Regions from separate parts of the Sus scrofa genome. Here region 1 is linked to region 2. The links are chromatin contacts, called in public targeted proximity ligation maps. All regions are on one chromosome and are shown on one strand. The core of a region is the stretch at or near the end of the contact, and the rest is flanking DNA. Distances in the headings are between cores, read along the strand shown. Region 1 overlaps LOC110260651 (a long non-coding RNA gene). Region 2 has its middle 200 kb from the start of RBFOX2.

Region 1 (5,230 bases), core at 2,317-4,816, 360 kb after region 2:
TTTTGGATTTGTTGTGGTGGTGGTGGTCTTTTTAGGGCTGCACCCTCGGCATATGGAGGTTCCCAGACTAGGAGTCAAATCAGAGCTGTAGCTGCCGGCCTACACCACAGCTCATAGCAATGCCAGATTCTTAACCCACTGAGCGAGGTCAGGAATCGAACCTGTGTCCTCATGGTTCCTAGTCACGGCGTTGCTGTGAGCTGTGATGTGGGTTGCAGATGTGGCTCGGATCCTGCGTTGCTGTGGCCATGGTGTAGGCTGGTGGCTACAGCTCTGATTGGACCCCTAGTCTGGGAACCTCCATGTGCTGCAGGTACGGCCCTAGAAGAGGCAAAAAGACAAAAAAGAAAAAAAGAAAAAAATCTACAATATGAAAGGGAGAAGGAGGAGGGGGCAGATCTCACTCTGTGGGGTCCAGTTCTGCTCTGATGAATGTCACAATAACCCACCGGTGTGTGTGCGTGCCTGTGTTGCATGTACGTGATGTGCAGCTGAAGAAAGTTTTGCACGAAGAGACAGCCTGACTTTCCTATTCTGTGCCTTTCTAGTTTCCCTGCCCCGGCTATTTGAAGGCTGTCACAGGGATGGATAATTATAGCCCCCAAACAAAGCTGGTGACTCCAGGTAGCCATAGCAACCGCTAGGTACCGCCAGTTCTGTTGTAGAGATGTGTTAAGTACAAACAGATGCTGGTTCCTTCCTATTAGCTTAAAAGGTAAAACTTAAAAGGTTCATCAACTTCAAAGCCACAGGTTTCCATGAACTTGCCAGTTAATAGGGGTGCCCGCCAAGGGGGTGACAGCTTCATATTAAACACTTGAGTGCTGGTAACAAGTTGTTGAGATTTTAAGGACTCAGGCTGTCCCCAGACAACTCAAGAGGCTGGAGATGAAAGGCTGAGGATTGGGGTTTCGGATTTAGCTTTGCCTCTTAGCAGCCTGGGGGCAGGTGCATAACCTGCCGAGCCTTTGTTTCTGTGCAGCCAGGGGTGATGATCCATCGACTGGCCCTGTGAGACCCTCGGAGTCACTCCGAGGTCCTCAAGAGGGCATCAGCTAGAGGGTGTTTGAAAACGGCATGGCCAGGGCTGAAGATTTAGATCAGAACCTAGTGATGATTTTTTCAGTGGTGTCACCGAAGGGCCACCAGGGCTGTGACCAGTCAGGGCAAGGGGGGCAGGGGGCTGCAGCTCCTGGCTGCCTCCTCCCTTCCTTCTTCTTCTTCTTTTTTTTTTTTTTTTTTTTTTGCCACCCCAAGGCATATGGAGGTTCCAGGTTAGGGGTCAAATCAGAGCTACAGCTGCTGGCCTACATCACAGCCACAGCAATTGGAGATCTGAGCCCTGTCTGCCACCCACACCACAGCTCATGGCAACACCAGATCCTCATTCCATGGAGCAAGGCCAGGGATCGAACCTGCATCCTCAGGGATCCTAGTCGGGTTTGTTGACTGCTGAGCCACGAAGGGAACTCCCCTTCCTCTCTTCCTTCTGCCCTCCCCTTCTCCGCTGCTGGGCTCACCCTCTAGCAAGTAAGAACTGAATCCTCAGCAGATGTTCTCCCAGTTGCCTTGCCCTTTGACCCTAGGCTTGGACAGAGGAGGCCCTCAGTACCAGGCTGGCGAACGAACAAATGAGTGAATGCTAGCCCCCGAGAAAAGCCCCCTGACATTTAGCTACTTATTTTGCTAATGTGTCGTCCACTGTGAAGGCTGGATGGCTTCTGGAGGTTGACCAGCTGGGCCTCCTGGGTTAACATGGAGCCTCACGTGTAATTTTAGAAGTATGTTGTCCAGAAGGGGTGCCTGACTGCAGCCTGTGTGCCTCTGGGCTCTTTGGGTTGTCAGGAATCAGCTGATGCAATAAATAAACGGGGCTCACTCAAGGATACACAAGGGGTCACACAGGAAGTGGCAGCCGGTGGTAATCCTCCAATTGCAATTGGAGCTGACTTCACAGAGACTGGAATGGAGACCCAAGGTTGCGCTGGGTCTTACCCGGTTGGGGGTTCTTACCCAGTGCTGGCCATGAAACCTTCTTTGACCCTGCATTCCCCACCACCCAGCCAACTGCTGCTGGTCACCCCTGTTTCACATTTCAAAGCAGGGATCTGATTAGTGGAGTTAATAGACATTGGCTATTGACGGAGCCCTGCCATTGGCTGCCTTGGGTTAAGTCCTAGCCCGTGTCCAATCAGCTGCAGGTTTACGGGGAGGACAGGACTCAGGGCTGGGGCAGGGCAGTTATCTTTAGCAAGAGCTGTACACTGTGGGGCGGCATAACTGACATGTCTGAAACAGACCCAGGAGGGCCAGGACACCTGCTCATCCTTTCTGAGTCTCATGGTCCACAGCGGCAGGGTGGGATGATGCGCGTGACTTTTCAGGGACCTTGTGGAGACGAGATGTAATTCTGCCCAAGGAGGCACTTCGTAAACTCTTAACGTTCTGTGCAGACCTTGATCAGAGCACTAAATAAACTGTACCCTAAATTCATTTCTCTTACTTATCTCTCCAGGAAACTGAGTTTCTTGAACACCAGGAAGTGTTTTATTTGGTTTTGTGTCCTCAGCAAGTATCACAGTTTCTCACACACACAGTAGGTACTCAGTAACTGTGTGTTGGACAGATGGACAGATGGTGGATGGGTGGGTAGATGGATGAGCGATGGATGATGGGTGGGTGGGTAGATGATGAGTCGGTGGATAAATGATGGACAGATTGATGGATGATAGGTGAGTGGATAGACAGATGAAGCATGGATGGAAGGATGGATGGATAGATGGATGGAAAATAAAGGCCAATCATCCTTCACTTGCCTTCCTTGCAAGGCCATCCCTCTTTTTTTTTTCAATGAACATTTATTCAGTTCAAAATTGGTACACACACTGTGTAAGGCCCAAAGGTTACACAGATGAATAAAACAAAGCTCCTGCCCACATGAAAAGTAAGATGTTCAGGAGCACACATTCAGGGCCTGACTTCCTGGGTTCAAATCCCAAATCTTCCATCAACTAGCTGTGCAACCATGGCAGCTTTCCCTAACTTGCCCTCCATGCGATGGGGGTGACGGCCATTTTTAATCAACCCCATAAGGCTATTGGGGTCTAAAGGAGTCACCAAATGTACAGCGCTTGGAATAGGGCCTGGCACCCGGCAAAGTCTCTGTGCATATTGGCTGCCATGATACTAAGCCAGGAGCTGGTATGGAAACAAAGACATCTAATGTGATGCGGTGAGCAACAGGAACGCACGCAAGCAGATGGAAAGAGCAAGCAATTAATTGTGCCTTGAAGGTTATGACAAGCAAAACTTTTCAGAGGGAAATGTTTGAGCCAGGCCACTAAACCAGGAGTTTTCTGGGTAGGGTGGGAAAATCCAGGCTCCAAGAGGTTATGATTCTGACTGGGTTCACCCAGCTCTAAGCAGAAAACCATCTAGGCCCCTTCCCACTGGAATGACAGGTGAGGGCAGAAGGTGGGCGAAGAGACTCCTACAGGGCCAGCCGGGGTGCCTGCTGTCCAGGCTTAGAAACATGACAGGTCCTCTTGAGAAGGATGACAGCAGGGGGAGTTGGGTTTCAGGCCGTTGGCATTGGCCTCGGTGGTGCCCTTTCTGTTGGCCTCGGAGAGTCCAGACAGTGGCCCAAGCTCCTCCTCACTCTTTCCACCCACACAAACCCACCCCCGTGGCCTGAGTTGTCCTACCTCTCCACAATGGCACCTGCCCCAAAATAGCTTCCATGTGAGGGCTAGAGAAAGGAAAAGATTAGACCCCTGCATGAAAGAGGAGGGGACAGGGGGAGGGGAGAGAGGGAGCGAGCAGCTGTCAACTGATCTCTGTCGGGCATCTGGGAAGGTATAAAACCCCTTTGGTCTGGGCAGCCTCAAACCCCAGCTGTCAGAGCCAGGACGCCCAGTACGCCCGCACTTGCTCTGTTTCTCTTCTGCAGACTGTGCCATGGGGGCTCAGCGACGGGAATGGCAGCTGGTGCTGAACGTCTGGGGGAAGGTGGAGGCTGATGTCGCAGGCCATGGGCAGGAGGTCCTCATCAGGTAAAAGGAAGAGATCCCATTTCCCTTCCCACCGGCTTCCCAAAGTTCAAGGGCATTGACCTGTAAGGTGGAACAATGTTAACAGTGTTCCCTGGGGTTGACCAGTTGGCCGTATTCATCGATTATTTTCTTCATGGTTGTTAAAACCCCTACTTGGTTTTCCTTTGCTTCTACGGGCCAAGATTAGAGTCAGGAAAGGAGAAGGTGTCCATCTCACACCGATGATGGTAGCTGGAAGGAGCTTGACAATCAAACCCTGGATGCCTAGAGCCCATCAAGAGGAATCCTAGAATTACAGACAGAATTAACAAGACCTAAGAGATCTTGTTCAGCCACCTCGCCCAATAGATGAGGACAAAAAGGACCTGAGAGCAGAAGGACAACCCCAGAGTCATTATAGTTTGTAAAATCTCAAGGCTAAACCATTGCCTTCAAGATGAAATATGTAGTTCCAGACCTGGCTGTGCTACCAAAGAGCTGTGTGACCTATGGGAAGGTACACAACCTCTCTGAGCTTCAATTTCTTCTCTTATACAATGGGTGGGGGGGACATCCTTATAGAATGGAAATAAGAATTAGATAAGATGATGTATGTTGGAGTTCCCATCATGGCGCAGTGGCTAACGAATCTGACTAGGAACCATGAGGTTGCAGGTTCGATCCCTGCCCTTGCTCAGTGGTTAAGGATCCGGCATGGCCGTGAGCTGTGGTGTAGGTCGCAGACGCGGCTGGGATCCTGTGTTGCTGTGGCTGTGGTGTAGGCCGGCAGCTACAGCTCCGATTGGACCCCTAGCCTGGGAACCTCCATATGCCGTGGGAGCGGCCCTAGAAAAGGCAAAAAGACCAAAAAAAGAGGGGGGGTATATACACAGTGACATTTCTGCACCTGGAAGGAGACGTGCCCCGGTTGCCACTGGCGAATGGATTATCCTTCACACTTTAATTTACAGATGAATTTCCCCTTCTTGATGAGCCAGAGTAGGTTTTCCTTCCTACTTAGATGCTCTTTCCGTCTCCTTTGGGGAGAACGCCCATTCAGTCCTATAAGCTGTGTTACCTGGAGTTCGAGCCCTTAGCGGTCCATGTCAGAAACACGAGAGCAGACAGTCAAGTTCTTTGCTGAACCTGACTTTATGTCTTTCTCCTCCTATCTCTGTCACTTGGCTTCTGGGGCCGCA
Region 2 (5,870 bases), core at 2,113-4,612:
CAGGAAATTTCATGTGCCTTGGGTGCGGCCATTCAAAATAAAAAAGAGAGAGAAATAGTGATATTATAGGATGTACGTGGATGACCTAGCACTACTTACTAATTTCTGTGTGTAGGTATTTTTATTGAGGTCAAATTCAATCAATACAATCAGTCATTTTTAGGAGTCCCCTGATGGCTTAGCAGGTTAAGGATCTGATGTTGTCACTTCTGTGGCTCTGATAACAGCTGTGGCTTGGGTTCGATCCCCGGCCTGGGAACTTCTGCATGCTTCAGGTATGGCCAGAAAAGAATGTCATTTTTTAATTTAATTTAATTTAATTTAATTTATTTTTGCTTTTTCAGGGCCACACCTGCAGCATATGGAAGTTCCCAGGCCAGGGGTCAAACCAGAACTGCAGCTGCTGGCCTACGCCACAGCCACAGCCACAGCCACAGCAATGCAGGATCCGAGCCGTGTCTGTGACCTACGCTGCAGCTCACAGCAACGCTGGATCCTTAACCCACTGAGCAAGGCCAGGTATTGAACTCGCAACCTCATGGACACTAGTCAGTTTCCTTACCGCTGAGCCACAACGGGAACTCCAAGAATGTTATTTTTAAAATGTACAATTCGGTGGCATTTAGTACAATCACAATCTTATACAACTGTCATGTCTATCTAGTTTCAAAACATTTTTGTCATCCCCAAAGAACACCCTGTAACAACAAAATGATCACTCCCCATTTCCCCCTCCTGCTAGTACCGAGCAATCATCAGTCTGTGTTCTTTCTCTACGGAATTATATATTCTGGACATTTCATATAAGTGGAATCACACACCATGTGACATTTTGGGTCTGGCTTCTCTCAGTCAGCATCGTGTTTCCCACGTTCTTCCCTGTCGGCGTGCGTATCAGTACTTCATGCCTTTTTATGGTTGAATAGTGTGGATATATCACATTTTTGTCCCTCCGTTCATCAGCTGATGGACCCCTGGGTTTTCTTCACCTTTTGGCTGTTGTGACTAGCACTGCAAGTCAGGAAGAAGGAGGAGGGAGTGACCACTGGGTAGGACTACTGGAGTCCAGCGTAGCAGCAGCAGTGACCCAGTCCTTAGGCCATCAGCATCTTCGTCAGCATTATCCGCGTCACCTCTGGAGCAGAGACACTGCCAGAGGCTGGCAGCATCCTCGTGGGGAGGATCAAAGGACACAGGACAGATGCCAGGAGGGAGAAAAGAGGTCTCTTGTGGTGGCTGAGGAGCACCTATGAGTCTCTGGGAGCTTGGAAGGAGAAATGCTGGGTCTGAAGGGAATTCCAGTCATTTGTGCTAGAGACCAGTATAGCAGAGTAGTTAAGGTGCAATTTTGGGGGGCAAATAGGGCCAGGTCTTTCTTTCCTTTTCTTTTCTTTCTTTCTTTTTTTTTTTTTTTTTTTTTTTTTTTTGCCACATCCATGGCATGTGGAAGTTCCCGGGCCAGGGATCAAACCCAAGCGACAGCAGTGACAATGCTGAGTCCTTAACCCCTAGGCCACCAGGGAGCTCCGGCTGGGTCTTGGACCCTGATTCTCACTCACCAGCTATGAAACACTGGGGCGATCATTTCATCTTTCCAGGTCTCAGTGCCTCTATTGCAGATGGAGCTCAAAACCATCTCTCCTCCATAAAGTTGTTGTAAGCAGTAAGTTAGATAATGTAAGTAAAACGCAACACTGGCCACACAATACTCTCTTACCACAACGTAGTTGCTACGCTTAGTTATACTCTCAGGTTGGGTTAGGAATAGTATTATAGAAAACGATTGTCTCCCTGTTCCTTTCTGGCACCCTGAAGTAGCTACAGGGTGTTTCAATGGTGTAACAGGTGTGGATCTACTTGGCCCATACACTTGGGAGTGCAAAAATGTCTCTTCCTTCCTTTTTCAATATCTGAGCTAAATTTCTTATCTCATTCCATTGGGGATTTTCCAGCTGTCCCCAGGATGGCAGCTAGCCATTGGAGGGGACGCCCCCTGAAGCATGTCCTAGGGAGGGGTGTGATCACCCATCCTCACAGGCCTCTACGTGGTCTTTGTTCACTGCATCATTCGGGATTCAACAGGGGAAACATGACCAGTAGGATATTGAGAGATGTATTGCAAGGAATTGATTTATGCAGTTGTGGGAGCTGGTAGGCATGCCCAGAATCTCTAGGGCAGGTTGTCAGGAAGGCAGGGACTCTCAAACATGAGCTGCAACTGCGGTCCATGGGTGGAATTTCTTCTTCAACGAAGCTTCAGTTCTGCTCTCAAAGCCTTCCCAGGAGTTCCCATTGTGGCTCAGCGGGTTAAGAACCTGACTAGTACCCATGAGGATTCGGGTTCCGTCCCTGGCCTCCCTCAGTGGGTTAAGGATCCTGTGTTGCTGCAAGCTGTGGCACAGGTCACAAACACGAGTGGATGTGGCAGTTGCTGTGGCTGTGGCCTAGGCCTCAGATGCAGCGCTGATTCCAACCCTAGCCTGGGAGCTTCCATATGCCACAGATATGGCCCTTCAAAGGAAAAGACGAAAAGTAAACTGATTGTAGATTAATCATTATCTATGAAATACTTCACACCAACACCTAGTGTTTGATCAACTGAGCCCATAGCCTCCCCTGAGACATAAATCGGACCACAACGGTCATCATTTCAACCTGTGTTCCTCCCGGCCAGCCTCCGGGGGGTGGGGGCCTCAGGCCAGAGGGCCTCCTCACAACCAGCTCCCGGTGAGGAAGAGCGGGCCTGCAGGGCCACCTCGCCTGGACTTGAACCCTGCTCTGCCCTCAGTAGCTGTGGGACATCGGGCAATCACTTAACCTCCCCAAGCCTGACTGTGAAATGGGGCTGATAGCAGTATCTGCCTCATACCGTTGCTGTGCGGATCAAAGGCGCAGGCATATGTGAAAAGTGCTTATAACAGTGGCCCACAGGGAACGGTCAGTAAATAGTCTCTCCTCCTGCTCCCTCCCCGTGCTGGATGCTGGAACTCTGGGGTCTCAGATCTCCAGCTTTCAGAGGGAGCTGTAGATTTCCCTGCCCTGAGCGCCTGGAGAAGGAGACAGTGAAGCACATGGGCCGCTCACCCTCAAACCCTTCCTGGCAGCATCCCCCCCCCCCCCCCGCCCGCGCCGCGCCCCATCCCACCTCGGAAGAAATAGGGGAAACGGATAGGAAACAACCTTTCGGATCCCTGGCCGCTTTACTATGGTTCAGAGGGTAACACAAAGGGAAGCCGTTTCCTCTCCCTCTCATTCAAAAGGTACCGTTTGGACGGGCTTTCCGGGGCTCCCGCGCCTCCTAAGCAGAGCGGAGCCCCAGCACCTCTTTACGCAGCGGGAGGGAGCCGGCAGCCGACGGCCTCTAGGGGGCGCTCCGCCCGCAGGCAGCGCGCGGGCCGCGACTCCAGCATGTGTCCGCACCCCTGCGCGTTCTTGGAAAATGCAAGGAAAACGCGGCGCTCCCAGTAATGAAATGGGTAGGGACCTCCAGAGCTTGCGATTCGGGGTAATACTGCGGTCGCGGTTTCATTTGCATGGACAGCCGAGGGGACGCCGGTCACGTGACCGTCTCGTTTCCTAGCCCGGCTGGGAGTTCTTTGGAGCCAGGCTTGTTCGACCTCTGCCCGCCTCACTTTAGTCCCAGAATAAAAAGGTCTTTAGATTGATCGTGCCTCTCTCCCTTTTTCCTGATGTAGCTTCTTTTGGCCTCTGCAGACCACTCTGTGATGTCTGACTGGAAGGCAGCCCTTGTGAGTCCCCAGGGTCTGATGTTTTCAAGGACTCTGTGGTTAAATCACCCGGGGATCACCAGGCCTTGCCTCTCCGTTAATGAGGCTTAATTTGAGCCGCAGTGACTGACACTGGCCAGGGCAGACTGGAGGGATAGCAGAAGATCGGGATAAAAAAACCAACACCTCTTAGGATTTTGTTAAAAATATTTTCCCCTTTACCAACTCCCCAGCCAGGGCTTTTGGACCAAACTGGTGTCCTCAGATTCCAGCTCTGCCTGGAAGGTCAACAGACAGCCCCTGGTCCCCTGACCCTATGGGCCTTTCAGTGAGTTCATCAGAAACTGCATGCACCTCGGGCCCCAAAGGCCCCCACCATGCATGAAGACAGGGAGGCTGGGGTCAGGGAAGGAGCCTAAGTTTTAGAAACAAGCAAACCTGAGACCAGGGCACCGATCTTGTTTCTGTTTATACACAGGACCCTGGTTAGTTCTTAAGTTCTGTGAGCCTTGGTTTTCCCAACTGTAAAATAAGCAGGTCTGGGGTAGCGGAAATCGGGTCTATTTTGGGGCACATTAAGCTTGATGCCCACTTGACCATCAGCCAAGACTAAAAAGAATACAGATGAAAGTGATGCTTGCTGAGGTAGGAATAATGGTAGGGCAGGGGTGGATAATCAGCACATCCTGACATTTCTACTTCTGGAATATTCCTTCTCCAAATCCTTTCCTCTCCCATCCCGGTTGCTACACTCATTATTCTCTCCTCATCACGTTTCATTCCCTGGCTGGAGTACCTGCCTGCAACCTGGTTCCACTTTCACCTGGCTTCCACATTGCTTCTAGAAGGATCTTTTGAGAACAAAATCTCTTCTCTTGTTCCAATTTGCTGCTGACTGCTCTTTGCTTGCATTAATCAAATGTTTCGTCCTTAGATTCTCTTTGCAATCTTTTTTTTTTTTTTTGTCTTTTTGTCTTTTTGTCTTTTTTAGGGCCGCACCCACGGCATATGGATGTTCCCAGGCTAGGGGTCCAATTGGAGCTGTAGCCGCCAGCCTACACCAGAGCCACAGCAATGCGGGATCTGAGCCACATCTTGGACCTGAATGGTTACTGTATTAGATATTAAAAGTGGAATTCCCTTGTGGCTCAGTGGGTTAAGGATCCAGTATTGTCACTGTAGTGCCTCAGGTCTTGCCATAAACACGGCCCAAAAAAGAGAAAGGAATGAAAAGTAAGAATATTTTAAATACTTTTATATTAATTTTAAAGAAAAGTAGAGGGAGTTCCCATCATGGTTCAGTGGAAACGAATCCGACTAGGAACCATGAGATTGCAGGTTCGATCCCTGGCCTTGCTCAGTGGATTAAAGATCCAGTGTTGCCGTGAGCTGTGGTGTAGGTAGCAGATGCAGCTTTGATTTGACCCCTTGCCTGGGAACCTCCATATGCCGAGGGTGCAGCCCTAAAAAAAAAAAAAAGAATACTCATTACATTTGAATTTTTTTTTTCTGAAAAGATAGCTAAGTTTCCCAAAACAAAAATTAACAGTGAGCAATGTGGCAATTTTCTACAGTTTTGCAAATCTTTTTATTGGCTGGTTTAAATAGAAAACAGCTTGATTCTCATCTTTGCTTCCACAGTCAATCTGTTGCAATATACTGTTGTGGTTGAAGTTTATGAAGAAAATCAGACCTCACACAACTATGTACGTGGAAGAGGAGGAGTATTTTAATAGTCCTTGCAGAAAATTGTGAATATTCACCTTTAATACTACATGAAAATTCAACAAGTGGTAGTTTCTTAAAGGTTAGTTGCAATACGGAATCTGAAATCCTATCAACGGAACTTTCTTACTGTTATGTTAAAATCCACTGATCCTCTCTTGCCTTTTTAATAGGTCTTTTATCCGTGTACCATTCTGTAACATCATGCGTTGGTCCTGTGGAAAATACTGGGTCACTGACTCTGAAACACTGACATATTTCATTACACTATAACGAAAAATGTCATGATTAATATCACCCTTGATATATCACCATGGATCTCACCAGCAAGTTCTGTTACAATCGACACACTGTCAAATCCACACTGTGAAATTTTCAGCATTTTAGTTTTTGCTCAAAAGCTTGAATTTTGTCATT

The links.
Region 1: a contact with region 2 is called in a targeted proximity ligation map of skeletal muscle, with 3 times the contacts expected there. A contact is called at or near these places in 9 of 47 Hi-C or Micro-C datasets (embryonic fibroblasts, fetal heart ventricle, heart right ventricle and 3 more) and 1 of 2 datasets of targeted methods (skeletal muscle).

The regions. Positions count from the first base shown.
Region 1 is chr5:11,957,040-11,962,269 of Sscrofa11.1, forward strand. LOC110260651 (a long non-coding RNA gene) reads left to right here. Exons shown (of 2, transcript XR_002343916.1): 2 at 2,516-4,049. Among named protein-coding and RNA genes, the nearest start is that of SYN3, 58 kb to the right of the region's middle.
Region 2 is chr5:11,601,354-11,607,223 of Sscrofa11.1, forward strand. No RefSeq gene overlaps it. Among named protein-coding and RNA genes, the nearest start is that of RBFOX2, 200 kb to the right of the region's middle.